Linked DNA regions of Sus scrofa: region 2 is linked to region 1. Evidence: chromatin contacts called from public Hi-C data. All regions are on one chromosome and are shown on one strand. The core of a region is the stretch at or near the end of the contact, and the rest is flanking DNA. Distances in the headings are between cores, read along the strand shown. Region 1 holds the start of MSANTD3 (myb/SANT-like DNA-binding domain-containing protein 3). Region 2 holds the start of TMEFF1 (tomoregulin-1).

Region 1 (4,115 bases), core at 524-3,023:
CCTGGTCCAGAAAGCTGTTGGGGTGGTGGATCCTGGTCCCTTCCTCCAGATCCTCTTGCAGAGCTTTAGAATCCTCCCTTCTCCTCCCAGTCCACCCCTTGTCTCTCTCTGGCCCCAAACTCCCATAGCATCCTCAGTCCTGACTCAGGAACTATGTCACAACTGACTTATCTGACATGCATGCTGAAATGAAGACCCCTAGCCCTGATATCATCCTATCTCCTGGATTTGAAAGTATAACAAACACATCCCTGCATCCTATAATCACTCTCCTGATACTGCAGAAACATTTATAATCTAAAATGTTATGATACCTAAGAAATACCCAATCTCCTGAATCAAAACAGGGAGACCAAATTCTTCTCCATTTCCTATTCCTAAATAAAGATTACTTGTGCAATTTACAGTAGCTACATCCACAGCGCTAGTGCGATGATTTAATTAGGTAACTCATGCCAACTGTTTGGTACTTAAGGCCTGGTACATAGAAAGTACTCAAAATTTAGCTATGATCATTTATGTACATTAAATGATCATAGATAGGTACGCCTCTCACAATAGCGCCTGGGAGTGCAGGCATTACCTCGAGCACTCCACCGCCACCGGCCCCCAATCTCACCCCCATTTACAGAAGCAGCACCCAGGGCTGGAAGTAAAGGCGCTTTCCCAAGGTCAGGCAGTCACCGATGGGATGCTCGGCTTTCGGCCTCCGAGTAAGGGATCCCTCCCCATTACACCCCTGAAAGGGGCACAAGAGGTCTTAAAGGAGACAAGTATGGAAAAGCGCCGAGCACAGTGCCCAGCATACAGTGGGGACCCCGGGATGGATAGACCTGGGGACTGTGGGTCATCTGGATTCCTCCCAAACGGCTCCTCAGTCCCGGGAGGTCTAGAGTCCTCCGACCCCAGTGCGCCGCCTCATCTCCCGGAGATCTGCGCCCTGGGGCTTTGTACGCTGCAGGCCGGCTCCACTCACCGAGTCCCATCAGGACGCGCGGAGTCTGCCGCCCGGCCTGCGGGGCAGGGGTCGCGGCGCCTGGGCCGGAAGCCCGCCCAGGCTGCCCCGCGGCCCCGGCACGCCTGGCCCGCGCCTCCGCCGACCCCAGGCCCGCGCCCCCGCCCCGAGGCAGCCAGCCCGGCCGGGGAGCCTCCTACCTGCAGCGGCGGCGCGGCGGCCGCGGCGATCGGGGGAGGGGCCGGCGAGATGCAAGCGCGGGCGGCCTCGGCTCCTCTGGCAGGCTGGGCCGCCGGGAGGGCCGCGGGCTCCGGAGCGCCGGGCAGCGGCGGCGCGCCCCCGGCCGGCCAGGCCCCGCCACGCGCGCAGCAGCCACAAAGCCCGGGAGCCGCCGCCCCCTTGCGGGCTGCCGGCCGCCTGCGGGTCCGCCGGCGCCGAGGAGGGCGGGAGCGCGGCCCCGCGCAGTCCCCACCTCCCCAAGCCTGGGCCGCCGGCTCCCCTGAGGCTCTGGGCGGGGCGCAAAAGGGACCCCAGCCTACTCACCACTATCCCTCTAGGCTGACATTCTTGTGCTAATTGAATTCCCTCTTCCCACCTTGGCGGACGAGCTCCTGAAGGGCCTTAAAAACTGTTTCATTTCCACGAAGAACAACAAAAGAATGCATTTGTCGCAAGGGATTTGGCGGCCATGGGCACAAATTAGCTCAATCCAAGCTCTCCGTCGGATAAAGGCTCCTTTTCTTTCTGGGTACCTGACTACTTGAGTAGCCAACACTCTGCTGGGTTCATCTCAGAGTTTTGTTTTGTTTTGTTTTTTTAATTTGCGAGATGTGTCTCCCCCTAGGCTTTGCGCTCAAAGGGTAGAGACTATAACTCCTGCAGCCCAGGACCTGGTTCAGTCACTGTATGCTGAGTAAATTGGAATTTATGTGCTGACGAATGAATTTACAACATATCCAACTGTAGGACAAACCACCTTTCACCGTACCCTGACAAGGATAGGGGCTAGGTGTTTCTTTTCCCAGAATCCTTGGTAAGATTCCAAGCTCAGAAGGGCCGAGAGGGCTGTTGAGCTTTCCCTTGTTCTAATTAACATGACATTCATCTGACATAAAAATAACCTTTTTAAAATCAACAATCCAGTGGTATTCATTACATTCACAATGTTGAACAACCTCATCTTCTCTGTCTAGTTCTGAAATATTATTACCCCAAAAGGAAACTCCACACATAGCACTCACTTCCTATTCCCTCTTCTCCTCAACCCTAAGTAAACCACTAATTATTTTCTGTCTCTCCAGATTTGCCTCTTCTAGACATTTCACATCAATGGACTGGTATGTAGTCTTTTTTGTCTGGTCTCTTTCATTGCACATATGTTTCAGGGTTCCTCCAGATTGTAGCATGTATCAGTACTTCATTCCTTTTTATGGCTAAATAATATTCCATTGTTTGTATACCACAATGTGTTTATACGTGTATCCATTAATGGATATTTGTGTCATTTCTACCCTTTGACTATTGTGGATGGTGCTGCTCTGAACATGCCTGTAAATGTATTTGTCTGTATATATGTTTTCAATTATTTGGGGTATACACCTAGGATTAGGCTTGCTGGATAGGGTAATTCTACGTTTAGTTTTTTGAGGAACGGCCAAAAAGTTTTTCCATACTGGCTAAATGAATGATTTTACCTTCCAGTCAGCAATACATGAGGATTCCAAATTCTCCACAACCTCACCAACACTGGCTATTTTTCTTTTCTTTTCCTTTCTTTTCTTTTCTCTTCTCTTTCTTTCTTTCTTATTCCTTGAATATACATGAGGCTATTGCCACCCTCCCAGCTCCCACAACCTAGCTGCACATGACCCAGAGGCTAAGAGGCTGAGCCAGGTCTTTTGACTGCAAAGAAACACCTAAACACTTCTAGGGAGAGAAGCACCAATTAAAAATAAGGACCCTTTCTCTAACTTAGAGTTATACTGCTCCTTTTTTTTAACAACAGTTTGTCTGGTGTCCAAGTAGCTTGAAACTGTCCAGAGAACTTGGAAACCAAGACCATCTGGAGGGAGCTGCTATTGGCAAATAAATTCCGTGACACTCACTTCACTGGAACCCAAGGCAGTACACCATTTCCACTTAGAATTTTCCACTGTAGAGCCATGTTAGACATCCATGACAATTTCCTTTTTAATGGGGATACAGTCAAAAGAAAACTATTGAGGTGTGAAAATAGAAAGTTGATTTAGATTGGAAATTTGATTGACAGGTGTTACCATGGGGGGAAAGTACTAAGAGACAGAAAGTAATGTGAATCCTGATTTCACTGCTTATATTTTTGCAAACTAAGTTAACCTCTTAGATCTCTTAGTTTTCTCATTTCTAAGGTAGGAATAATAATACCTACCAGCCAGGGTGGATGAAAGCATCTAGTCTTGACTTCAATACGTGATCAGTATCATTATTATTTTTGTTGTCATTGCTCATTTTAAATAATGATTGCCATGAACCACATGCAGAAATGCTGCTAAGGAAACAGAAAACTCAATATTTAATCATGTATCTCCTCCTCAAATCAAGAGAGTAAACTATCTCCAAAACAAATGTTTCAGGGGTATCTTATGATGTGCGATGTGGTCACTGCCCTCCCAGCTCTCTTGTTCCCTAACTTAGCTCCCTCCTTATTCTCTGCTTTTGGACAAGCTTCCTAAACTTTGTGAGTCTTATGTGTTAAGTGACCCTACTTAATAGGATTGTTTGAGGATTCAATAAGGTATTGCATTTGTAAAAGGCTTAGTACAGTGCAAATTACATAAAAGTCAATAAACATTAGCCATTATTTATTATTATTATTATTATTTGCTGCACCCACAATGTGTAGACGTTCCCAGACCATGGACCCAAGCCACTGCAGTGATAACACTATCCTTAACCCACTGTGCCACAAGCCAACTCCATATTGTTAATAATAAAGCTGCTATAACTTCTCTGTGGAGTTAATAAAAGGGTGGAGTCAAAGGAAGCCATAGGAGTCACTCATCCCATGGTGTAATTTGTCCCTTCCTCAAGTACAGGAGGTCTATTCCCATGATGGAGGTGAGTGATGCACTGAACTCTGATAGCTTGTTGAGAATAAGCTATCTTATCATTACCAATATTA
Region 2 (4,115 bases), core at 996-3,495, 46 kb before region 1:
TTATCCCATATTCCACTTATGAGAAAAATAAAGTAAAACTTATTACATGGATGGAAAAGCTTTTAGTGGACATGTCATTGTTTACTGTGTTCATAACCCCTCCCCCATCACAAAACATGCCATTATGACAATTAGTAAAAGATTTTAGACCTTCAAACCTAAACAGCAGGCCAAAGGTTTTCTTCATTTAGAGTAGCATAAGCATCTGTGCTGAGGCCCTCTTGGTCTCTCCTGATTCCCTCAGAAACAATGCCTTCAAGAGCCCTTTGGGTACAAAGGTTATCTGGTAGGCAGACCAGTGGATTCCCTGTGACCCCTTCCCCTTCCCCCTTCCTCCCCAGCCTCTTCTCCCACCCTTGGTTTAAAGAAGACAAGTGGGGAATGAGAATTGATAAAAGGGCAAGTTAGCAAGGCTGTGGCTTCTGATCACTAGCATCTGCTGGGCCAGTTCCAGGAGGACCTACCCAAGCCCTAAGAGACCTGCCAGCCTCTCCTTGCCTCAGGGCTCCTCTGGGACCCGTGGTGAAAGGAAGAGCTAACTTTACCTCTCGGATACCCTCCTCCCAGGTCTCATTCATTAGAGCCCCAGCAGGCTCTTTGTTTCCAACAGCTGGGCGGGGGGTGGGGGGCCGCAGATGGCCTTGGAGAGAGGGGAGAGGTCACTCCCTTGCTCCCGTGGCTGCCAATCTCCAGGCCCTCCCCCAAAACATACAAACACACGCACAGGAGAATTCCCTCAGAACCAGTTCCCTCTTTCCACAGCACCTTAGCCCAAGTCAACCCTTGCTTTATACAGAAGCACTCCCTGAGACCTAATTACCTGTTTCTGTTACCCAAATCCCACACAGGATGATTCCCAGGCTAACCTCCCTCCGAATGGACGAATGGACGCAAACAGGGTTCACTCCAAGACTCCCCACCTTCCTCTGCGATGCAACCCCCCGCTCCGCACACCCCTGAGCCCCAGGCTTCACCTAGCACAACACACAAAAACAGAGGGTCTCTTTAGGGTCCCAGTACTTTCTCTGCTCATATCCACAGACCAGGGGCATGCTAAACCCCAGGCGCCCACCTCTTAACCCAAAACACACACACACACAGTCACTCTACATGGCCAATCCGCATCCTGTGGGCCACCCGTTCCCTTTACCCACACGGCCCCTGAGACCTCAGTGCCCCAAGAAAACCTTCCCACAACATGGTCACTATCCTGGCCTCTCACCATCACAGAAATACATAGAAAACCCCTGCCAGGGGCCGCCCTCCCTACCCTGAGCCTTCACAACACAAACTCACGCTCCCGCGTGCACACCCACGATCATACCGGCAGCCCGGCCGGCTGCCTTCCCCTGCCTGGCGGGGCCTCACCACCTCCCAACACGCCCGGCCGCCCGCGCGCAGCCACTCGGCACACTTGGACGCACGCACAGCCACTCCCCGGCCCCACGCGGGTCCCCAAGCCCGCACTGTGCGCTCGCGCCCTGCCCTCCGCCCGGATCCTGGGATCCCCACGCCGGGGCCTGGCTCGGCGGGGTCGCGGGTACCAGGAGGGAGGCGGCGGCGGGGCAGAGGGAGGGAGGGAGGGGCCGCCGAGACGCTCTCTGGCCAGTCCTACCTGAGCAGTTGATGCTCTTGCCTTTGCCGCCGGGACAGTCCCCGCCGCCGCCGCCACCCGGGGGCTGGTTGGACGCGCGGCTCCCGGGCAGGGAGAAGGCGAAAAGCAGAAGCACCGACGTATAGCAGCAGAAGGCGAGCGGAGGCGCGGCTGGCAGCCGGAGCGGCGCCTCAGCGGCCGCGGCGCCCATGACTGGCGCCCCTGGACGGCGGGAAGCGCAGGGAGCCGCAGGCCCGGGGCATCCAGCCGCACGCCGGGAGCCCAGCCGCTGCCTGGGCGCCTCCTAGCAGCGGCGCCGCTGCGCCCGGGAATGGCCCCTCAGCATCCCCGCCCCACCGGCAGCTCCCGCCAGGCCTGAGCCCGCCGCGCTCGGGACAGAGTCGGAGGGTCGGGGCGCGTGCGAGGGGCGGGTGCGCGCGAGGGTGCGAGCCCGCGTGGGGGAGACAGACCGAGGCCGGGGAACGAGCGGGCGCGCGCGCCGCGGGCGGGGGTCGCGGGGCGGGGGCAGGCCCAGTTCCTCGCTCGCCTTTTCGCCTTTCCTTTGTGTCCGCTGCCGTCGCCGCCGCGTCACAAAGACCCCGGCCCGCCCGGTGAGGGGCGCGTGACAGAGCCGCCGGCGGGAGGGGTGGCTGCGACCCCGCCCCGCGCACACCCCCTGCGCCCGCGCCCGCAGCTCCGCCCCCGCCCGCGGCCGGCGCCGCCTCCGGGGGAGCTATTGTTCCAGCTGCCAAGCGGGAGGGCAGGGGGCGGGGGGGGCGCGGCCGCCCTTCGGTCCGGCCTAAGAGGGGGTTGGTGGGTGCCTAGGAGTATCCGAAGGCAATACCCTAAGAGATGTGTTTGCCGCCCTTTGTAGGCATTTTAAAGTGTTTCCTCGGCTCAGCAGCCAGGCTGGGAAAGGGCAGGTGGTCTATTATATAGGTATTTTCTAGGTGATGAAATTGAGCCGCGAAAAAGTGAAGGTGACTTGTCCAAGGTCACGTACGTACGAAGAAACCGACAGGACCAGAACTGGAACTTTGGTTCTGACTCCAGCAATGTAGTTCTTAGAGATGGGTGTAAATGACCAAATTACTCAAATCTTCATTCCCCACTCTATTGCCACAAACACCAACTGAATTTAAAGAAGTTTTTAAAATTATGTATTGTCCTCTCCCACAAATAACAGCTAATGTTTAGATACGGTGTGCTATGTACAAGACCTGAAGGAGCTCTTTGCGTGAATTCGTTCCGGTTCTTTTTTACAGCCCCACAAGGGAGTTTCAGGCCATTCTGCAGAGGAAGGAGTTGAGACCCAGAAAGGTAAAGTAATCTGACTCCCAGTCCAGTGATCTTCCTACCTCGAAGTGCCAAGTGAGACCCAAACACAGGCGGTAAGATTATAGACTGAATTGCTTTAAATTCCTCTGCTTTAAAAAAAAAAAAAAAAAAAAAAAAAAAAAAAATCTGTTATGCTACCTCTCACCTCAGAAGGAATTTTTAAAACTCGTTGAAAACCTGATAATTTTGACTCATAAAATTTTTTATTTGTTTGTTTGTTTGTTTGTTGTTTGTGTTTGTTAGGGCCTCACCTAGGGCCATATGGAAGTTCCCAAGCTAGGGGTCAAATTGGAGCTGCAGCTGCCGGCCTACAGCACAGCATCTTGGGATCAGAGCAGCATTTTCGACCTACACCACAGCTCACAGAATAGTGGGAGCCTTAACCCACTGAGCTGGAGGCCTGGGATCCAACCCACATTTTCATGGATGCTAGTCATGTTTGTTACCGCTGAACCAGACAGGGGGGACGACTCTGTAAAATGTTTTAAATGTGTGAAAAGCCACCATAAGCAAAGCCACATTAGGGATAATATCTTTGATACAAATAGGAGACAACATACTTAATATAAATAAGTAATGTAAGTCAGGAAGATAAAGCTGATATTGTAGAAAATGGGAAGCTAGCGTGTCTTATTTGCATAAAATACAGACAATAAATACATGAAAAGATATTTATTTAGACCCACCAGTAATAAAAGGCAGATTAAAATACAAAATTTTTTTTCTGTTGATGACTAACAAGAGTGAAAAGAAATGACAAAACCTAGCACTATTAATTTGTATGTTTGAGGAGGGCAATTCAGCTTTGTATCAAAAACCTTTAAAATGTTTATTCTTCAATTAGCAATTCCGTGTATTGGAATTTATCCTAAAGAAATAATTGGACAAATGCACAAAAACAGATATATGGATATTCATCGCAGCCTTTTTATAGTAGTAAATAGAATCTAAATGTCCATCTGTGGGAACTAAAGTATGGTACTCTTTATATAGTGGAGTATTATGCAACTTTAACTATGATGACTAGGATGGTGTTTACAGACATGAAAAAAGGATACTAATGAGCATGTATTAAAAAATCCTTTTTTTTTCTGAAGTAGGCATGTGTGTACACATCCATAGGAAAATAGTCCAGAAAAATATACAGCAATATACTAGAAGTGGTTATCTCTGAAAGGTGGGC

The links. Hi-C and Micro-C count contacts between places; a contact is called where the count stands out from the background.
Region 2: a contact with region 1 is called in a Hi-C map of fetal heart ventricle, with 2.8 times the contacts expected there. The contact joins the promoter of TMEFF1 here to the promoter of MSANTD3 in region 1. A contact is called at or near these places in 2 of 47 Hi-C or Micro-C datasets (fetal heart ventricle and liver).

What each region holds. Positions count from the first base shown.
Region 1 is chr1:242,166,580-242,170,694 of Sscrofa11.1, reverse strand. MSANTD3 (myb/SANT-like DNA-binding domain-containing protein 3) reads right to left here and starts at 1,773. Exons shown (of 3, transcript XM_005660297.3): 1 at 1,499-1,773.
Region 2 is chr1:242,213,085-242,217,199 of Sscrofa11.1, reverse strand. It overlaps TMEFF1 (tomoregulin-1), which reads right to left and starts at 2,245. Exons shown (of 10, transcript XM_005660298.3): 1 at 1,616-2,245. The coding sequence starts at 1,805.